2 separate regions of the Sus scrofa genome follow, and region 1 is linked to region 2. A link is a contact called in public HiChIP or PLAC-seq data. All regions are on one chromosome and are shown on one strand. The core of a region is the stretch at or near the end of the contact, and the rest is flanking DNA. Distances in the headings are between cores, read along the strand shown. Region 1 holds the start of EHD4 (EH domain-containing protein 4). Region 2 holds the start of SNAP23 (synaptosome associated protein 23).

Region 1 (4,623 bases), core at 1,647-4,146, 490 kb before region 2:
CTTTACAATGAGAGAAGTTCCCCTCTACATCAGTGCAGGACCCGTGTGACCAGTGACCTCTTGGGATGTGCAGGAATCTCTGACAATGCAGATAGGTGTACCCCATGGCCAAATACAAGCTTTCAGTTCTCAGCGGCTAGAAGCAAACTACCTAGGCACAGACTAGCCTCGGAGAAAACATAGACATGGATGAAGGCATGTTCCAGGAAGGTCAGCACCAGGCCAACACCTCTGCTCCCCCGGGCCAGTGCAGGACTCTAGAGGACAGCTGCCTTTTTGTATTGAGGCTCTCCTCCCAGAAGCTACACGGTTCCTCCCAGCTCCACTCTGAAACCAAACTCAGGTCTCTGGTGCCTCACCAAGCTTTCTGTCCTGACTTTCTTCTACCCTCGGAGGTCTGCTTTTGTGCCTGCTGCCTAACAACAAAGTCACCTAAGCCAGGGAAGGTCTCCAGAGCAAGTGACTTCTGGATAAGGCAACTCCTTCCTCACCCTGGTGTTGCACATGGGTCTCTGTTGCCTCCTGAGAAGTGGTTCATTTGGATGGAGTTGCCAGATCTTGAAATTTTTCTTCAAACTATGCTTAGCTATTCCACAAAACTCCCCCAAATGATGAAACAAAGAGAAGAGTGGGAAATAATATAATGAAATAGTAAACTGGGAAAAAAAAGATCAATTCATGTTCCTGTGGATTTGTTCTCCTGCCTCAGGCTTGCTTGTTAGCCAGTCTGTGGGAGCAGAGAGAGGGCCACATCACATCCAGATTAGCAGTGTCAACAGCAGCTCCCTGACCCCATGATAAAGCCCCCACCACAAGGACAGAGGGAAGAACAACCTGGGGTGCTGTGAACATGCCACCACTAATGTCTGAGACTACAATTATAACAATGCTACCTTCTTACCCTTTATCTGTATATTTCCAAGAGTAGGTCCACCTCCCCCTCTTGTACTACTTGGTCATAACACTTCATTGGCCCATATACTTAAAAACTGGTTAGTATTATAGAGATCTTAAAGGTAGTGTCTATCATCTTTCAAGGTTTCAATTATTGTAATATTCCTATGGTTCATTCTGAGTGTTGGCGAGGTGACAGTTAATATTCTTTTCAGCCTATTAATAAGTATCAAATAAAGCAATTCAAAATTATTTTCTTCACATTCAATTTACTGTCTAGAACTATATTTCAATATAATATATTTGCTTTGTTGAGTTCATTCATAGTATCTCTGCAGACCTGGATTGAACATATTTTCTGTAGTGACAACTACTCTATTTGTAGGAACTATTTAGGTCACTGGAGTGGAGGAAAAGAGGCCGCTACTAAATAGAAATGGCTTGTATCCAAATATAGCTGCAGTTTTCTGAACACCTGTTGAACATCAATGAAGAGACTGTTACCATTTCAAAAGCCATGGGCCAAAACCTTAAATTAAATGATCAGTCACTTTGTTTCAACTGACACAGAGTTAAAACCAGGAAAATAAGTCTCCCAACCAAAGAAAGTTAGTGTTAATATACCAGCTGCTTTAAAAATAAAATAGTCTCTTCAAAAGGCAATCTGTTTCCACATAAATTATTTCCCATCAAAAATCACTTCTGGAACTATATGATTTGAACTGTCAAGGCATGCACAGTAATTGTTTGCTTTTAGAGACACAGCAAGCATGACAAATATTTTCAGTTGTCAAGGGCGAGGGAGGAGGGAATGACCCATCTAAGAAATGGAAACTAACGAATAGTAACATGACACTCCCCCTTAGTTCCACTGAGCGCTGGCGCGGCTGCTCCACACAGCTAACTTCCTGTGGCAGGATAAAGGGAGGCTGTGCAAGTGTAGGATCAAGGCGGCCTCTACCCCATCTCCCAACGCCCAACCCCGTGGTGGGGGGGCAGCATGGAAGAACTGCAAGGGAAGGGGGCGGGCAATATTCTGTTTTCATTCATTCATTCATTCATTCATTCATAATAAAGTTATACGCCGGGCACTGTGCTAGGGGTTTAACTTTGCCAGTTTGACTCATAACACATTCTGATATCCCACACCTCTGTCCCCATTACCAGCCCTGGGCCTCACTCGCTCATCAGGAAAGTGCTTATTGTAGCCTTGCTTTCCTTCCCTTTTCCGGGTCCCCGGGCTATGGTGACAAGATAAAGCTAGCCAGAGAACTGCCTTTCCAAAAGCAAGGAAGGAGGGCTCAGAGTTCGCGGAGGAGTTCCGAGGACACTTCAGGCAGCGTCCCTACTCCGGCGGCCGCGCCCCAGGCGGGGCTTCGGACACCCGGGCACCGCACTCAGACAAGGAACCTGTGGTCACGCCGATGCTGGAGGAAGAAGCAGCTACGAGAGGGGTCCTTCAAGGGGAAAGTGGGCACAGCAGGAGGTCCGAGGACGGCGAAAGGCTAGTGACAACACGCACACACGTGGGGAGGACCGTCTCCACGTAGGTGGTGGGAGACGGGTCCAGGCAGGGGTGAGAGGCGGGCGGGGACGGTTACCTGATAAAGGTGGTCTTGCCGGTGCTGTACTGGCCCACCAGCAGGATCATAGGCTTGTTCTCAAAGTCGGCGTCCTCCAGCGCGGGCGAGTGGAACTCGTGGAAGCGGTACGCCTCCTCCAGCGGTAGCACCTTGCGCAGGTAGAGCGAGCGCAGGCCGCCCGTCACCGTCTGCACGGCGTCCGCGCCGCCCGCGCGCTCCCGCCCGCCTGCCTGCCGCCCCATCCAGCTGAACATCCTGACGCCGGTCCACCCGTCCGAGCCCCGCGCTCGCCCTCTCGGTCCTGGTTCCGAGCTCCGACCCTCCTCCGGGTTCGACCCTCCCCGGCAACACCGAGCTGCCCTAACCACGCCCGCCCGGACTGGTCTCGCCTCGCGCCGTTTTAGCCAATCCCCGGTCGCTACGTCACGTGAGCTCGTTCACTATTCAGAAGAGCTCTCTCAACTCGTTCCTCATTGGGCCGCTGCCAGCGCGGGTGGAGGCGCTAGCCAATGGAGAGGAGGCTCTTAATGAATTATTGATGACGGAGACCTTCGGAAGGACTGGGCGGGGCAGAGGGTGTTTCTCGAACCCTCAGGCACAGACTGACCCGCCGAGGGGCCTGCTTGGGTCGCCGGGGCTCCACCTCTGGCCAGGTGGCGTCGGCTTCCGGGCAAATCTGAGCTGGTAGAAAACAAGCCTGCAGAGGCTGCTTAGTCTCCCGGAGCGTTTACTCATCGCAGCCCTATGGACGTCGACACTAGGGGCAAAAGTTCAGAAAGTTGACAAACAGGTTCTTTCTACCCACTGGCAGGTTATTATAAACCTCGTTTTAGTTGTGAAGACACATAATTGATAAAATTTGAAGTAAGGTACGCAGCCTCAATCTACCTAGGTAGATGGTTCTCCTACATATCCACAGCTGCCTCTACTAAATTCTGGCTCCATCGAAGGCCTTTTGCCCTTTGTTTTCTTTAATTTTCTGTAAAATCGAAGATTTAGTCATCATCCTCATGATTACAATCTATTTTCCACACATTGACATGAAAAGAGTTACTGCTACCTTCTAGCCAATCTCTTTTTCAGGTGAAAAGGACACATCTAAATTGAAATTAGAAGAAATAATCAGCCATCATTTTTGGTACCCTAGGTTACAGTTTTAGAATAGTTCTCTGTTGTTTTAGAGAGTTTCTCAAGTGTGGTGGTGGTGAGGCACCTCGGATGCTTGTTAACATGCAGATTTCTGGTCATCACCCCAGACCTTCTGAGTTAAAACATTGAGGAGGAATGAAGCTCAACAAGCAGCCCCAGGTGATTCTGTGTACCTTTACTTTGGGGAAAGAGGATGCACTACAGTGCTTGTCAAACTTGATAGAAATGCAGATTCTGAATCAGAGTATGGGATGGAACCCAAGGCTGCATTTCTAACAGTCTCCCAGTTCTGTCAATGCTGCTTTTCCATGGATCATACTTTGAGTACCAAAGCTGTGTGGAGCAAACAGGATTTGTCATCAAAAGAACTAGGTTTGAATTCTGACTATATAAACTAATGGCTATGTGACTTTAAATGCAATGAGTTTCCTCGCTGCCTCTGTTTCCTTGTTTGTAAAATGGGAACTCCTTTAGAGTTGTGTGGATAAAATATTTAGAGGGAGCTATATGTAACCAGGGAAGTGAAAAGAAAGCCAAGAGAAAATGAAGTTAGATGTCTGCTTTATGTTAAAATAAAGCAAAGACTGAAATGTCAAAATGACACCACAGATCTACTAGAAGGAGAACTACTACTTCAGAAGCTACTGAAGATTTGTAAAATTTTGGAAGGGAAAAGCCTAATTAAAATAAAAGAAAAATTATTTTAAAAAGGTAGGTTTCTCAACAAAAAAGTAAAGCCTTCATTGTTTTTTTAAGTACATAAAACACAAACCCATATAAACATACTCTTGCCATGGGATCCAGAAATTGCTCTTCTTGGTATTTACCCAAATAAGTTGAAAACTTATGTCAACACAGAAGCCACACACAAATATTTACAGAAGTTTATTCCGAAATGTCTCAACTTGGAAGCAACTAAGGTGTCCTTAACTAGATGAATGGATTAACAAACTGTGGTATGTTTAGACAGTGGAATATTATTCAGCTAAAAAGAAAT
Region 2 (4,361 bases), core at 95-2,594:
TTTCCCTCTTTTTGCCTTTTCTAGGGCTGCTCCTTTGGCATATGGAGGTTCCCAGGCTAGGGGTCCAATTGGAGCTATAGCCGCCGGCCTACGCCAGAGCCACAGCAACTTGGGATCCGAGCCACGTCTGCAACCTACACCATAGCTCACTGCAATGCCAGATCCTTAACCCACTGAGGAAGGCCAGGGATCGAACCTGCAACCTCATGGTTCCTAGTCGGATTCTTTAACCACTGAGCCACGTTGGGAACTCCTGCTTAAGATCTTTTGATATTCTCAGTGATCATGGTAAAGTGAAAAAATGCAAGATCTTCTAAGATCTAACTTTTTTAAAAAATTGTAGTATGATTGATTTACAATGTTATGTTAGTTTCATGAGTACAGCACAGTGATTCAGATATATATATTACAAAATGTTGGGTATCATTCCCTGTGTTATACAGTAGGTCCTTATTAGTTATCTATTTCACATGTAGTAGTATCATTGCCAACTTTTTTTTTTAACAGCTGCATCTGTGGCATATGAAAATTCCCAAGCCAGGGGTTGAATAGGAGCTGAAGCTGCAGCCTGCAGCTCCAGATTCCTGGGGCATCTGTGAAGCTGCAGCAAGATGGGAGGATCCTTAACCCACTGAGCCAGGCCAAAGATTGAAACTGCATCCTCACAGAGACAACTGTTAAGTCCTTAACCCACTGAGTCACAGCAGAAACTACATCATTGCCAACTTTTAAAAACCCTTTCTCCCCTTCACCGGAAGGCGGCGCGCTTTAAGCCTCTCAAGTAGGATGAACTGCAAGGAATTTCCAGAAGGTGTTATGTTGTTCTTGGCACACTCTGTTCTCACAGTCTGGAAACTCCTATCTCCTTCCATTCCAAATTTCCGGGGGAACTCCTACTTAGCCTTCACGATTCAAAAGTCACTTCCTCCGGGAACTCTTCCAGATACCCTAAGAATAAAGCGCTTTGTTCACTGTGCCCCAACGGCGCCTCGGATTTTTCATATTCCAAGCACTATATTCTGTCCACTACAATTTGTTTACATATCTATGTCCCAGTCTAGGCAAAGGTCGGGGAGGCATTCTATTCGTTTTCTCTTCCTCAACATTCATCTCGTACATTGCCTGGTACACGGTTTGCCCTCGGTAAATGTTTATTGCATAAACACTTTCCATCTTGGGCGGGACCCGAATTGTCGGGTTAACCGGTGAGTCCCCAGACTCTTCGCCTGCGTGGCAGGGAGATTTAAACCGCCCCCCCGCCCCCACACCAGGGTGATTGGCTCCAGCTGCAGGGGTGTGTCCGCGCCCGCCGCGCCGGAGGAGCGCGCAGGCGCGCAGGTTCGGCGCGCGCAGGCGCAAGAAGAGAGCAGTTGGAGAGTCCGGCCTGCGGGTGTCCGATCTGCTGCGGCCGGAGAGGAGTGGCCGGAACTGCTTGGTGAGTCTCCAGGAGTGGGATTGAGGGAGCTGGCTGCCGTGAAGATTGGGTTCATAATCCCAAGGAGAAAGTGTATATCGTGACAGTTGAAAAACTGGTGGGGTCGGGCTTGAGGGGAGGAGGGGGCGCTCTGGCCCGAACTGAGCCGGTCCGGCCGGGCTCGAAGACGCGAGGCTCCTGGAGACTCTCTAGGGGTCAGAGGAGGAAGGGTGGAGGGATGTTGGTTCTCCGGACTTTCCTTGAAACCTAGCAGAGGTAAACTCCCACTCCCTGACTTCTCACCCTCGCAGTTGTCGGGATTAATAGACTTTATGGTGGCCACAGTGATCAGATTAATTTTCAACTACCTGTATGAAAAAGGTTTCTGAGATTCATGGCATTGGAGAGTCCATGCTCTCTAGGAAAGTCTGTACTTGGCTCGCGGCTTCACTGAAGACAAACGAAGGAAAGAGTTATTAAAAGTAAAATTCCACGGAGTAAATGGTGGTGGTGGTGGGGAAGTCCTGGAAAGTGCTGTTTCACCTGGAACTTTTTTTCATCATTAGTCACCACAATGCTAGACAAGGCAGATGGGGGTCAGAGGCAACGAAAGTCGTCAAAATTGGGAAAAGAAGATGAGAAGAGAATATAAATTTTGCCTTTTGCTACTTGCCCTCTCCTTTGGGGAGGGCTGGAGGCGATTATGGATACTGGCAGCTTATGACAGTGTTGCCTTAGCTTCCTGAAAATAATGTAGCTTCTTAGTAGAAGGTATTTCAAGAATTGAGAGTGATATTATTCCATCTGCCCTGGGACCTTAAAACTGGTTTGCAGATGTTCTGGTGAAATCCTGCAGGTTTGGCCAGATGGAAATGGTTCTTCCACTTTCTTGGTTAGCCTGAAAGATACCACGCTTGAAATTCATGAGACATCTTTAGCAAGAATACTTTGACATTTAAACTTAAAATATTTCATAGTAAAATTTTAAAATATTATTTCTTCCACCAGCAAATTTGATTCCTAAGGCATCCACTAATCACCTGCCTTTCATTCCTTTGGAAAGAGGTAATGAGAAAAAAACACTTTCATATAAATATTAACAAATATTAGGAGAAAACCCTCTTCCTATATGACCATGCTCCTTTGACAGGCCATGTGAAAGTAAATTAAATGATCATGTAACTTAACCCACAACTTAGATATCAGTGTTGCTAGGGATCTTTTTCTAGGTGCTTGTGACATGTAAATATGCCCTAGAGAATTGCTATTATCTTAGTTCCAGAATAGGAATGGCTTATTGTGTCATTATGTTTTTAACAATATTACACACTCTTTCCTATAAACAGAATTTCTGAATGCTTCTTAGTATTTGTTTCTTTTACTCTAAATTAGCTTTAGTAACAAGCTCACTGAACTGAAGGTCACATCTTTTTATCATTCAGAACCCACCCTTGAACCAAAAAGAAAGCAAACAAACAAACCTAAAAACAGACCCTGTTGCTGATGGGACAGCTGTTGTTACTTCCCTTGGTATGAACCATACCACCATCATAAAAGATTTCCAAAGTAATAAATATGTTAACTACTAAGCACGTACGTATTGCTTAAATAACAACTAAAATTTCTTTTTCTTGCTTTGCGCTTTGGAAAATAGTGCTTTGGGCCTAATTGCCTCTTTTTTTTAAATAAAATGAAGATTGGATTATCTAAACTCTAAGGGCAGAAGATTCCAAAATTCTGTGAGCCTTGTGATGGCATTCATTGTTGTGACATAATTCTAACAAACCAGATGAAAGTAGATTAGAATAGCAAAAGGGAAAAAAAGGATGTTCACTCTTTGACATTTTTGTGAAATCAACTGCCTTTGTTTTGTTTTCCTCCTGTAGTTGCTATTTCTCCTTTTTTTTTTTTTTTTTTTTTTTTTGCTTTTTAGGGCCACTCAAAGTATAAGGAATTCCCAGGCTAGGGGTCAGAATGGAATCAGAGCCACAGCTGCCGGCCTATGCCACAGCCACAGCAACGCCAGATCCGAGCTATGTCTGTGAGCTACACCACAGCTCATAGCAACGCCAGATCCCTAACCCACTGAGTGAAGCCAGGGATCAAACCCACATCCTCATGGATACTAGTCAGATTCAGTTCTTCTGTGCCACAACAGGATCTCATCTATTTCTTGAACATTCTGGAAATCTGATTTTTAGCTGGATTTGTACTCTAATTATGTATATGTTAGCATTTATAATATATGATGTTACTTGCATCCAAGAGTGCTGAACTTTTCATTCCAGAACCATGTTTTGTTTCCAGTTCTGTAGATTGACGGGGAAGTAGATGACAAGGACTGGTCTTTTCTTTGTCTTGGTGAGTAGGGGTGTGGAACAGATGGATCCAGTGCCTCTAACAATTGGAGGAAGTGGATTGTGGAGCCAGGAAACAGCATCTCCTGTTCTTTTGGTAATATTGAGCATTAGAAATGGGATTCCATTTGCAGTCATTTAAAGTTCAATTGGAGTTCCTGTCGTGGCTCAGTGGTTAAAGAATCCAACTAGGACCATGGAGTTGTGGGATTGAATCCTGGCCTTGCGCAGTGGGTTAAGGATCCAGTGTTGCTGTGAGCTGTGGCGTAGGTTGTAAATGTGGCTCGGATCCCACGTTGCTGTGGCTCCAATTCAACCCCTAGCCTGGGAACCTCCATGAGCCATGGGAACGGCCCAAGAAATGGCAAAAAAAAAAAAAAGTTCAATTACGTTTTGGTTTTATTGCAATTTAGATTGAATTGCTCCTAAATTTTTTTTGCCTTTTCGTGCTGCACTCTTGGCATATGGAAGTTCCCAGGCCAGGGGTCAAATCTGAGTTACACCACAGCCACAGCAATGTGGGATCCAGGCTGTGTCTACAACCTACACCACAGCTCTTGGCAATGCCAGATCCCCCACCCACTGAGCGA

The links. HiChIP or PLAC-seq counts read pairs in DNA pulled down with a chosen protein or histone mark.
Region 1: a contact with region 2 is called in an H3K27ac HiChIP or PLAC-seq map of alveolar macrophages. The contact joins the promoter of EHD4 here to the promoter of SNAP23 in region 2. A contact is called at or near these places in 1 of 5 promoter capture datasets (liver) and 1 of 2 datasets of contacts at active chromatin or transcription factors (alveolar macrophages).

What each region holds. Positions count from the first base shown.
Region 1 is chr1:129,372,788-129,377,410 of Sscrofa11.1, reverse strand. It overlaps EHD4 (EH domain-containing protein 4), which reads right to left and starts at 2,896. Exons shown (of 6, transcript XM_021097351.1): 1 at 2,496-2,896. The coding sequence starts at 2,731.
Region 2 is chr1:128,885,938-128,890,298 of Sscrofa11.1, reverse strand. SNAP23 (synaptosome associated protein 23) reads left to right here and starts at 1,344. Exons shown (of 8, transcript NM_001244719.1): 1 at 1,344-1,435.